2 separate regions of the Sus scrofa genome follow, and region 1 is linked to region 2. A link is a contact called in public promoter capture Hi-C data. All regions are on one chromosome and are shown on one strand. Each heading gives the region's core, a stretch centred on a gene start, on an enhancer-like site or on the middle of the called end of the contact. The rest is flanking DNA. Distances are from core to core; before and after follow the strand shown. Region 1 holds the start of PLBD2 (putative phospholipase B-like 2). Region 2 holds the start of RBM19 (probable RNA-binding protein 19).

The links. Promoter capture Hi-C pulls out the DNA fragments that hold promoters and counts their contacts.
Region 1: a promoter capture Hi-C map of liver shows a contact between it and region 2, with 2.1 times the contacts expected there. The contact joins the promoter of PLBD2 here to the promoter of RBM19 in region 2. A contact is called at or near these places in 1 of 5 promoter capture datasets (liver) and 1 of 2 datasets of contacts at active chromatin or transcription factors (alveolar macrophages).

What each region holds. Positions count from the first base shown.
Region 1 is chr14:38,539,724-38,545,444 of Sscrofa11.1, forward strand. PLBD2 (putative phospholipase B-like 2) reads right to left here and starts at 3,858. Exons shown (of 12, transcript XM_013982918.2): 1 at 3,508-3,858. The coding sequence starts at 3,797.
Region 2 is chr14:38,080,353-38,086,840 of Sscrofa11.1, forward strand. It overlaps RBM19 (probable RNA-binding protein 19), which reads left to right and starts at 1,690. Exons shown (of 25, transcript XM_005670677.3): 1 at 1,690-1,866; 2 at 5,230-5,412. The coding sequence starts at 1,831.

The DNA of each region.
Region 1 (5,721 bases), core at 2,608-5,107, 460 kb after region 2:
TGGGAATCCTTTACTGCTGTGCTGGCTGGCAACTCTGAGAAACTCTACCCTACTTCCTGGCCAAAATGAAACAACAACAACACATACAAACAAACAAAAACATCACTGAGGGGGAGTTCCTGTCGTGGCTTGGAGGAAACAAATCTGACTAGTATCCATGAAGGTGCAGATTCAATCCCTGCCCTCGCTCAGTGGGTTAAGGATCCTGTGTTGCCTTGAACTGTGGTGTAGGTTGCAGACAGGGCTCAGATCATCTGTTGCTGTGGCTGTGGCGTAGGCCGGCAGCTACACCTCTGATTTGACCCGCTGGCCTGGGAACTTCCATATACCAGGGGTGCGGCTCAAAAAAAAAAAAAAAAACAAAAATCACTGAGAAGAGTGTTTCTAAAGCAAAATGCCTCCATTAGACTGTTCTTGATTTAGAGATCATGTCCTTCTGGCTTGTTTGGTTTTAAAATAGCTGATCATCTATTAGATAAAATGGGCAGAGATCGATAAATATTGTTCTGGTTTGTTTTTAATGCACTTGCTTGACAAAAATAAAAAGTCAGCTGCACTGAATCTTGTTTGTCCAGTCTTCTTCTTTTTTTTTTTTTTTTTTTTTTTCTGGTCAGTCTAGGGGCCACACTGGGATTTTATGTCAGGGGCAGCTATTCCTCTGAGGTGACTTCAGGGTCTAATGAAAAGGCGAACCATTCTTGTGAGATGAGCAGGGGGTCACAAACCTCCCTTTGTCCCCATTGCCCCTTCAGTGTACAGTGAACCCTGGACACCCTCTATCATGTGGGCTGTACCACCTTATCTGTGGCTATCACTCCTTTCCCATACGTGATGGTACAAGTTTATTTTCTGTGACTTTTCAAAGAAACAGCTGGGTGGTATTAATCCATTTTACTGTGCTGGGTTTCTGCTTGTTGGGTGCTAGACTGGGGTTGTTTCCCAGCTTCCTAATAGGTTAATTCCCTCTTATTGGTATTTATTTCCTCTCCCCTCTGGAAGGCAATTTAGGTCACATAGCTGGTTGTAGGGCAGGGGGATCAGGTCAGAGAAGGAGGAGAAGGTAAGGTTGGAGGATTCGGCATCCCCAGGACCACAGTCAGAGCCAGGCCAGCAGAGGCACTGCTCTGGGGGCATCTCTGATTCCCAAGCGTCAAACCCTTCATGTTTCAGGCTACACGGGGAGCGTCAGTCCAGAGTCAAATACAACACAAATGAAAGAAGAGAGATTAGGGGAAAGGGACATGGAAGTTATCCTGCCAGTCCCAGGATCTGGTGACATCCTGGGTCAGGATGATTTCCATGATTCCATGATTTCCACCCTCCAAAAAATGAGACAGTCACCTGCAGATCAGAGGTTCTGCTGCTTGGGGGCCAGAACACCCCAGATGCTGTTCTCTTTTGTTTTCCTGTTTCATTTTCTTCCATTTTCGGGCCACACATGCGGCATTTGATCCCTTCCCAGGCTAGGGGTTGAATTGGAGCTACAGCTGCCAGCCTACACCACAGCCACAGCAACACCAGATCCGAGCCGCGTCTGCAACCTACACTACAGCTCATGGCAGTGCCAGATCCTTAACCCACCAGTCGAGGCCAGAGATCGAACCTGTATCCTAGTCGGGTACTTAACGTACTGAGACACAATGGGGACTCCCCAGATGCCTCTCTTACATCTCACTTCTCAAGAGGGTATCGTTAAGGACCTCGGTTTCCCTGCTTATAAAATGGGGGTTTCCCACACAGGTTTCCCTACATCATTGACTCAAGCACTGTCCAACACTGAAGGAAAGGGGCAGGCTGGACAGAGAAGATGCCAGAACGGTGAGGTGAGAGAAAGAAGTGTGGAAGAGACCAGGGTTCACATCTCAGGCCTGTTTCCCCAACTGCGAAATGGAGGCAGAGGACACCCGCTCCTTTCTTTCATTCCCTCCACCTTTTAATAAATAAACGGAGGTGTTTCCTGTGATTCCCCTGAATTTCCCATTGAGCCCCACCTTCCAGAGAGGAAACAGGCTCAGAGAGGTGAAGTGATTTGCCCAGGGTCACACAGCACCAGATTGGGGCCTGGAAGAACTTTCCACCCAGCACAATCAAGGGAGCCTTCCCCCCACTTCTCAGTTTTCCATAATTGAGATCAATGCAGCCCACTCAGGGCCTGCTGGGGCCAAAGCCCCTTCCCCATGCTGGGCCTTCCTGCTGTGCCTCCTTCCCTGACTGGCATCCAGGCAGAGACGGTCATGGCTCTCCTAAACGGGGCCAAAACCATAAATGAGTCAGCAGAAACTGGGTCATCAGATTCCAGAGTCACATCGCCACAGAGTTTTAGTTCACTCCATAGACATCAGCCCACTTTGTGGCTTCCTCTCCCTGGGAGCCCTCCCAGATTAGCCCCACCTAGCTCCTGTGTCTGCAGCAAATCCTTTCCCCACAATCTCTGGTCTATACATCTCCCTAATACCCTCCCAAGTACCACAAAGCACCAGAATGGAGTGTCCTCAGTGTCTTGTGTCTCCCCAACACCTGCCGGAATTAATGAAGATGGCAAAATGGATGAGGGAAGCAGCAGGAGGAGCTATGCCTGCTGGAGGAGGCAGTATGTTCTAAGCACTGAGATGAGCCTAAGATGGAGGGGTGGGGGAGCACAGGGCTCCCTAAGATCCCCAACACAACCTGGATCCAGGACCTGGGTCTTACTGACAAGGCTCTAAGATTTTTCCCCACTCCCACGATTTTCCCCCCTGGCACCGTTTCCCCCACTGAATGGGGACCCCTGTCAGGTCTGTGTACCCATGGCCAAGCACACCAGGTGAGTGAATGGGCACAAGCCCTGGTACAAGACCTGAGAGGGCACCACCCAAGCTCCCAGCCAGAGCACATCCTCAGCATCCAAGCCATAGACAGGCAAATGAAAGCCCAGGCAAACAGAGGAGTTCGGTAAGAATCATACATCAGAATGACAGCCTGGACCCCAGTGATTAGGATAGTGATCGTGACTGCCAAGGATGGAGTACTTGGCTCCATACGAAGTATCTGTCTGGCCAGACGATTTTCCCCTGGACCAAGGCTCTGTGAATTTAGGGGCCCTCTGTTTTTAGACTGGCCTGGAATCCAAGTTCAGTCCTCTTGCTCTGATTCTGCAAAGGAGGCAGGGTGGCTGGCACCTATGGGGTAAGCTACAACCAAGGAAGTGTGAGTTTCTCCTGGAGAGCTATTACCACCTTTCTGGTCTGTGGGGGTGAGACAGGGGTTGAGAGTGCTGGCCTCGGTGGGGATAGAAGTTACTGTATCACTAAGGAAACAGATATTGTCATTCCTGGCTGATGGCAAAGGACGGGTCCTCAGGAGTTGAGGGATGCTGCAACAGCCTCACCCAAGCACGGTGCTGCAGCCTCAGAGGCGGGAAACTGACCCCCGGGGAGACCAGGTTGGGACACTGTCACCTGCAAGAGGCCCAGAGCCCACACAACTCCCTCCCCACGCTGGGCCGCGCGAGGTCGGGCCAACCCTTACCCGTTCTCGTGGATGGCGTTGGTAAGGTTGGCCCAGGCCACGGCGTCAGGGTGGCGGCCATCCACCAGGCGCAGCTGGCCCGTCTCAGTGTCCAGGAGCACCGAGCGGCTGCGGGAGGCGGGTGGGACCGATCTGCCGCTTCCCCGGTAGCCCTTTGGGGTCGGGATCGCGCTGGTCAGGCCGCTCAGGAACAGCCCGACCAGTAGGGCCAGCACCAGGGCCAGCGCCAGCGCCCGCGTCAGCGCCCGGGCCAGGCGGCCGCCCGGGGAGCCGTACATCGGTGCCACCATGACAGCGCGGAGCTGGGCGCCACAGCCTGACTCACGTGACTGCCCTCCGCTGCGGAGGGCGGGCGGCTGGGCGGGGCGTGTTTTGGGAAGAGCCTTTCCGGGGGGCGGGGCCCGGGCGGGACTTAAGGGGCGGGGCATCTTAAAGGGGCCGGGTGCCCTGGCCCACCTGCTCAAACTTTGGCGGTAGCACGCTTCATTCCAACACTTTTTTCAAATTTTTGAACTTCAAGAAAAGTTGCAAGAATAGTAAATACCCATCTTCCTGCCATCAATTGCCAGTAGTCTAGTAAATATTCATATGCCTACCATCAATTGCTAATATGTTGTCACATTTTATTTTCTCTTTGTATATACATACATATATAAAATTTTGCTCAACTATTTGAGAGTTAATTGTAGACACTGTGATGTATCAATCCTAAATACTGCAGATGATCTCATAAAAGAAAAGATATTATCCTTCATAACCACAATACCATTATAATGCTCAGGAAATTTGCCATTTACTTGCCTAAAACAGGATCTTTATTCAAATTTTTCCAAAAGTCCCCCAAATGCTTCTGTTTTTCTCTTCTTTTGAACAGGATCCGTTCATCACACAACACACAAGAATAAATTCCTAAATAATGTGCGTCTAAATGTAAAAAGTGAAACAGTAATTACTAGAGGTGTATTAAAAAATGGGTGAATTCCTCCCTAGCTTGTGTGTGGAAAAAGGGCCTCTATATGACTCAAAATTCAGAGGTAAGGAAAGATTAGTACATTTGACTACATAAAATTTTCTTTAACTCTTGCATGTTGTAAACACCATAAGCCAAGTCAAAAAACCTACTGACAACCTGGGAGAAAATATTTATAACATGTATGGTGAATAAAGAAGTAGTCTTACTAATATATGAATAACTTTAAATTTGAGGAAAAAATGTGAAAACCAATACAAAAATGGAAGAAAATATATGAACTGACAATTCATGAAAAAAAGATATTAAAATGATCTTTAAACATGGAAAATGCTCACTTCATTCACCATAAGAGAAATGCAAATTATAGCTATATTGAAGATAAAGTATCACAGAAATATAGACCGAAAACAATGAGTTCATGGAAAAACTGGTGTGATCTAAAAAAGGTCTATAATTTAGCTTAAAGTATTAATTTCCTGATTTTGATAATTGTACTCTGGTTACATATGGTTTTATCACTGAGAGAAACTAGGTAAGGCTGCACGGAAATTGTACTGTTTCTCAAAAAAAAGTTGAAAGAAAACTACACTGAAATATCATTTCTCGCCTACCAAATTAGAAAAAATAAAAAGCTGGGCAATTTTTTGTTTGTTTGTTTGGCTCCAACTGCAGCATGTGGAAGTTCCTGAACCAGGGATTAAGTCCTTGTCACAATGGTGACCTGAGCCGCTACAGTGTCAATGCCAGATCCTTAACCCACTGAGCCACTAGGAAACTCCTGAACAACATATTTTTTGATGAGCCTGGAGAAACGGGAACACATACATGGCTGCTAGGCATGCAAAACTTAGAGAAAATGGGCAATATCTTTAAAAAAATCACATGCATTTCCCTTCTGACCCAGCAATCCCACTTCTAAACATTTATGCAGAAAAAATATCTATGCATAAGTTTATTCACTGCAGCATTTTGGGGGGGCTGTGCCCAGCTTGCAGCAACACTGGATCCTTAACCCACTAAGCAAAACCAGGGATCAAACCTGCCTCCTCACTGTGGCATCCTCAGCCACAGCGGGAACTCCTTGTACTTTTTTTCAAGGGCTCCTGGGAAACGGTGCTAGACTAAATACTGTACCCCATCCCACTTCATTCTTCACTCTGCAAAGGTCAAGCTGGGCTCAGCTCTGAGCATCCTGATCATTTCCGTGTCCCCAGTGCCTGGCATGGAGTGCCTCCTTCAGA
Region 2 (6,488 bases), core at 440-2,939:
GCAGATTTGATTCAGACACCAGAGAGAAGTCCATGCAAAGGCAGAGGTAGCCATTGCAGCGATGCAGCCCCAAGCCATGGTTCCCCTGGAGCCACCAGAAGCTGGGACATAGGAGAAAGGATCTTCCCCAAGAGACTCAGGGGCAGCTCGGCTCTGCTCACACCTTGATCTTGGATTTCTCTCCTCAAGAAACATGAGGGAACACATTTCTGTTATTTTTAAGCCACTAAGTCTCTGAGGGCTTACACCCAGGAGGATACAGCTCAGATAGCTCTGAAGGACTGTTCCCAACAGGTAAAGTGGGGAGCTGGGATAGATAGGAGGTTTTGCTGAAACAAAGAAGGTAGTTCTGAAACTGAGCACTACCGGCCTGAATCTAGCCAGATTGGGACTTGAACCCACGTGCTGGGACTCGAACCCAGCCTAAAGCAAGATTGGGACTTAAACCTATGGTTTTAAATTAGAATCACTCACCTGGTGTCTGGACCCACTGAGGTTCAGGTTCTTCGTGCCTCCGAGCAGAAGGAATTCAGCGAAAGACAGTGATAGGCAAGAAATAGATTTAAGATAGGACTCTTTTGAGAGATGCAAGCGGGCAGGCAAGAAGGCTCTGCACCTCCACCCGCACCCCCCAACTTGGTGGGCTACAGTTTTATCATCCAAGGGGAGTTGGGGGTGGGAAAAGACCACCTCGTCCTCTTTCTCAGAGCTATAGCTCCTCCTTAGAATCTGGTAAGGTGTAGGCGGTCCTCAAATTCCTGCACTGGGTCAGAATCTGAATGCAGGCCTCAACCCATCCCCCACCCAATGACCTGAAGCAATTCTCGTACTTGCGCTAGTCAAGCAAGCCTGCCTTGTTCTGATGGATTTCTTGAGCAATTATTAACTTACAGTGATCTCTCAAAGTCCCCCAGGTTTCCCTCTCTATCTATGATCCTTTATTGGGACTTCTACAACTACCTGTGCCTACTCCATCCCATCAGTTCAACATCAAAAGATTACTGCTACTCAAAAAATAGACTCTCAAGTTGATTTCAGCGCTTTTCCATGTACAGGAAGATGCAAGAGTCTGGGCTCATTGGAATCATTGCTTGGATATGTGCTTTCTCTAGGGTCAATATCCCATCTTTTTCCATCCTGAATTCCCCTCAGGGTGTACCTGAGGGGGAAGCTGATGGCTTTAAAGACCATTATTCTTTGTTTACTGAAACAGCAAGTGCTCTTTGAGCCTATCACTTAATACCACTTAATATTTAATAGCTATATGACTTTGAGCAAGCCGCCTTACTTGCCTGGCTCCCAGTTTCCTCGCCTGCAAAATGGGATGTTTATTTCCTTGCAGCACATGCTAAAACTTATAGGTGATGTTCAGTAACTGATTCCTGGTGCCTAGCAGCCTTTCTGAGCCCCATCTCTGAAAGAGCAAGATTCCCCAATTCTGCCTCCATTCGCATGGCCGTTTTAGGACTCAACAATAAAATAAAATAAAGTTGAAGGCTGAAATGATTTTCCGTCTAACCAAACGATTTCCAGTCTGATTCTGCCGGCGTTGGGAATAAGCGTCCTCCTCGCGACTTCGCCACGGATTTGGTCTCCCCTGCACCTGCGCAGAATGCAAACGCTCAGGCCCGCCCCTTGGAGGGTGTGACTTCCTTGGGTACACTCTTTGGCCACGCCTACTTCCGGGGAAGTAGGGGACGGCCGCGCCTGGAGCACGTGATTTTGTTCCGGCTAGCCAAAGATGGCGGCGCCCACAGTTGTAGCGTGAGAGTTGTTGTGGGAGTCGGTATCCATTCGCGCTGGAATCAAAATACTGGGAGAGCGTGCGCCATGTCCCGACTAATCGTGAAGAACCTCCCGAATGGGGTGAGTACAGAGCTTGGACTTGGGAATCTGAAATTGGGACCAGCGAGGAGCTGGGGGTTGGGAGGGAGGTAGTTGGGGGAGAATTAGGGGATTACGCTCTGAGGCAGGATTCCGGGATGATTCAGAACCCAAAAGGGTCAGGATTCTTGGCAGATCCCCATTTGACAGACGGGAGAGAGGGATAGCGTCTGCTTAAAATTTCACAACTAGCACGTTGTTTCCTGACCCCAGTCGGACACCTCCTTCCCCGGGAGATGCCAATCCCTACGTTGTGTCAAATGCCGTGCTCCCACAACCCTCTTTTTGCATCACTTTTTTTTGTTGACTCGTGACTGGGTCAGACACTATCTTTTTTCCTCTTCCCCTGCGAACAGTTTCGGGGAGGAAAATGGGGAGCAATAGGCTGACGACCTGCGTTCCAGTTCCCACTCCCGCCTTTAGGACAGGTAGGGAGAGTTTAAGAAAACTGGGTGTGAAGAGCTTGCGACTACTTGTCCAGTAAGTGAGGAGGGGTGACCCAGCCATACTTATCTCTGTTTCCTTAGAGTCAAGCACAGAACTGAGCACATGGTAGGCATGCAGTAAAAACATGCTGAATAAATGAATGAAAAACTAGATGAATGTGTGGCGGTAGATGATTAGATGCAGTGTACCTGAGTGGATCATCCGTTTCTATTTCACTAGAACTTGAAGGGAGAGCCCCTACACTCACCCACTGGTGTTGCCAGTAAGGTCATTCCCATAATGAAACTCCTATTTGGTTGGCTTGAGAGATCTTCTGTACTCCTTAGAGTAAGAACATAAAGCCATTTTTGTTTAATTGTTGTGTTTTTTAACTCTACCTTTTTTCCACCTCTGGTGGAAACTGTCAAGGGATTTTTTAAGTTCAGTGGTGTAAAACAAGAAACAATGTCTTTTTTTCCATCCCATCCTCCATCTCCCTCCAGGAATAACCATCTTTATGGCTTGTTTTTAGTACTCCTCATAGGCATCACTCAGTGTCCAAAGAGTGACCTCTTAACCTTGATTTCTTGGCTTATTTATCCCAATGACTGTCTGCTGACCCCCACTATGAAAGATAAGAAACCTACATCATCTGTGCCTTCCTTCCAGTCTATGTTATTTGTTTCTCATTCTTCCATCATTTACCCTAAATAGTATACTTTAAAAATATCTATCATCGATCCCTCCTTTGGCCTCAGACAGTGTCTCTTGGTGCCTTCCTCCTCTGATGGAGGAGGATTTTAGCATGGCTACTCATTCTCCTCCCCCCAACTAGCATCTCATTGTGTTTCTCAGTGTGGCTTTGTCTCTCAACATTGCTCGTGTGATGAGTGAATGAATAAAAACCATAGTAGTAGCACCTGATGCTTTGAGAACTTACTGTGCGCCAGACACTATTAGGTAAAGTAATTTATTTAAACTTTACCATAAACCAATGAGAAAGATTCCATTACTATGATGCCCACTTTAAAGGTGAAGAAACCGGGGTACAGCAAGGTAAAGTGATTTGTCTGAGGTCACACATAGAGCAGGGATTGAACTGAGCAGGCTGGTTCTAGAATTTGCAGTCTTTACCACTACACCATCGTGTCTGTCTTAGCATGACTGTATGCATTTGTCTTTACTCTGTCCCATCAGATAAATATTTGGCAGTGAGTCCTCTGTACATTGCTGACATTGTAAACAGAGGTGGATAGAGCTTGGTCCCCATTTTTATGGCCCTTGGAGTCTAATGGACCAGGCACACCAGATCATTCTGGCATAGGTACAGGGATTGAAGTGCAAACTGGTGCTGTGTAAGCACAGAGGGGTTGGTTACCTGACCCACCTGGGGAATCTAAGAACGACTTCCTGGGGGAGGAGTTAACCAGGGCCTGTCTGGGGAAATTTCACCCAGAGGAGACAACAGTAGTAAAACCTCAGAGATGAGAAGCAGAGAAGGCTGCAAGGAATTCATCAAGAGGCACAAGAGGTGGGTCAGGACCAGATCGTGAAGAACAGCCTGTTTTTCCTTAGATGTTTATTCTTGAGCCTTTGGTGTTAAAAGTCCCCAAAGGTTTTTGTCGGAGGAATGATGGGTCAGACTTGAATGTGGTCTCTGCCAGGTGATGGGAAGATGAATTCATTGCCTTTTATGTATCTGAGTTGAGCCACAGACCTTGGACAGATCATTTACCCTCTCTGAGCTTCTTTTTATCCTGAATAAAAGGCAGGTAAAAATTCCGAAGTCATAGTGGTCATGAGATTTTAATGAGATCAAAGTTATTTAAAGAACCTGCCTCAGAAAATGTCTCTTACTTTTTTCCTGGGCTACCAAGACCTCTAGCTTCTTTGATTTCAGGTCTTGTTTCATCTGTTTGTGGGGCTGTGAGTGTCCCCTCCCCTCCACGCCGCCACCCCCCCCCCCCCACACACACACCCTTCTGAATCTGCTTAGAAAACTTGGCTGAGTTGTGAGGGTGGCTGGCTGGAGTGAGGGTGGTGGGAAGCCAGTAGCCAGTTTGACTAGTGTGGGGCTCCTTGACCAAATAATAACATTACTGTATTAGTTATCTATCCCTACTGCAACACATTACCACAAGCTTGGTGACTTAATATCAGTTTATGCCACAGTTTGGGAGGTCAGAAATCTTCAAATCATTATGGCAACAGGGCTGTGTTCCTTTGGAGTCTCTAGGGGAGAATCTGTTTCCTTGCCCTTTTCAGCTTCTAGAGGATGCCTGTACTCCTTGGCTGCTACCCACATCCTAAATCTTCCAGTCTCTTTCTGCTTCCATCATCTCATCGCCTTTTCCAATTCTGACCCCTCCTGCCTCCCTCCTCTAAGGACCCTTGTGATTACCTTGGATCCATCCAGATAATCCCAGGATAATTCCTTTTGCTATGTGAGGTCACACCTTCACAGGTGTCTCAGAGATTAGGACGTGAACATCTTTGTTCCATTAGTCTGTCTCCACAGTTAGCAGACACTTGAGTGCTTTACTGTGTTCCTTAATTCACATGTTTATTCCAACAAGCATTTATTAGGTGTTTGCTGTGTAGCGGCCACAGTGCTGGGCTCCTTGTGTAAAAGTCTCCTTAGCTTCCCTGCAGCCCATAGGGTAGGAAGGTTTCATTGCAGCTGTTCTGAGTCTTGATCTCCTCATGGATGAAGTGGGTAAGGGACTTGCTCAAGGCCACACAATGAGTAAGTGTTTGAGCCAGAGCTGGAACCAGGTGCAGCTGCAAAGCATGCCCTGCCACTGCCCCATCCAAAGTCTTCTCCAGGGAACCCCGCAGCCTCTGGTTCCCAGCCTGTTTTGTCCCCCTTGGCTCTGGGGACTCCCTGGTTCCTCCCTCATCGTCCCCCTTCTGCCCTAGATGAAGGAGGAGCGTTTCCGGCAGCTGTTCACCGCCTTTGGCACGCTGACAGACTGCAGCCTCAAGTTCACCAAAGATGGCAAGTTCCGAAAGTTCGGCTTCATCGGCTTCAAGTCTGAGGAAGAGGCCCAAACGGCACTGAACCATTTTAATAAGAGTTTCATTGACACGTCCAGGATCACGGTGAGTCCAGGCGCATCTCGCCCCCGCCTGCCTGTCAAAAGTGGCCCCCTTGCTCTTTTCACTCCCCACTGGAGTCCAAAGCCTGTTCCCTTCCAGACCCTTAGCCCTTGGTCTTCCTCACTGTGCTTGTGAGTCCCCTGCAGTGTTTGCATAAACAGTTTCCTGGGCCCAATCCCTTGGGGTTGGGGGCGGGGCCCAAGAATTTGCATATCTCAGAAGCTCACAGGTGAAGCCCATGCGGCTAATCCCAGAAGGAGAGCCACAGGCACGTTATCCATCCACGCATCCAATCAGCAAGTGCTCAGTGAGCATCCACTGGATGCTGGGGATTTAGAAGAAATGTAGTACCCCAGCCTCTGTCCTCATGGAGCCAGCAGCCTGTAGGTAGACGGGGACCAGCAGGTGAACAGGCTGGTTTCCTTCCGCAAAACCAGTGCTGTGATGGTGAAGCATCAGGGACTGTTGGAGAAGGCCCTTCCCCTGGCCCAGGGGAAGTCAGGAAAGCTTCCTGAAGGAGGAAGTCCCACCCGTGTCACTCATGTGCATTTACTGCATTTAATGTCTTGGTAAAATATCTATAACACTTTATTGAGAGGGAAAAAACAGACATTGGACAAGTACGTATGAGATCCCATTTATACAGGATCATCCCCAATCTGTATGCATGTAATGTGTGTACAGAGAGCCACACAGAAAGATCATTATCAAAATATTAATTCCTCTCTCTGGGTGATAGGAATTGGGGGTAAAAATCTTTTTGCCTTTTATTTTCCTTGTACTTTTCTCTATTGTTTGAATTTTACACAGTGCGCACGTGTCGTTATGACAGAAACAGCAGAGCTATTTTGAAAGTCCACACAGAGTGAATATTTTGTGCCAAGATGGCAGCCCCTTCCCCAGGGTGGAGGTTGCCCGACCAGGGTCCCCCTGGACTGAGGTGGGAAGTGCCCACATGGCTCCCGTAGGACCAGCTCTTAGGAGGGTTACAGCAGTGGAAGGTGTTGGGGTGTTTAGAGCTGAAGAGGTATGTCAGCACAGGTTTGGCACTCAGCAGTCTCCTGGGCTCCAAGGTGGTC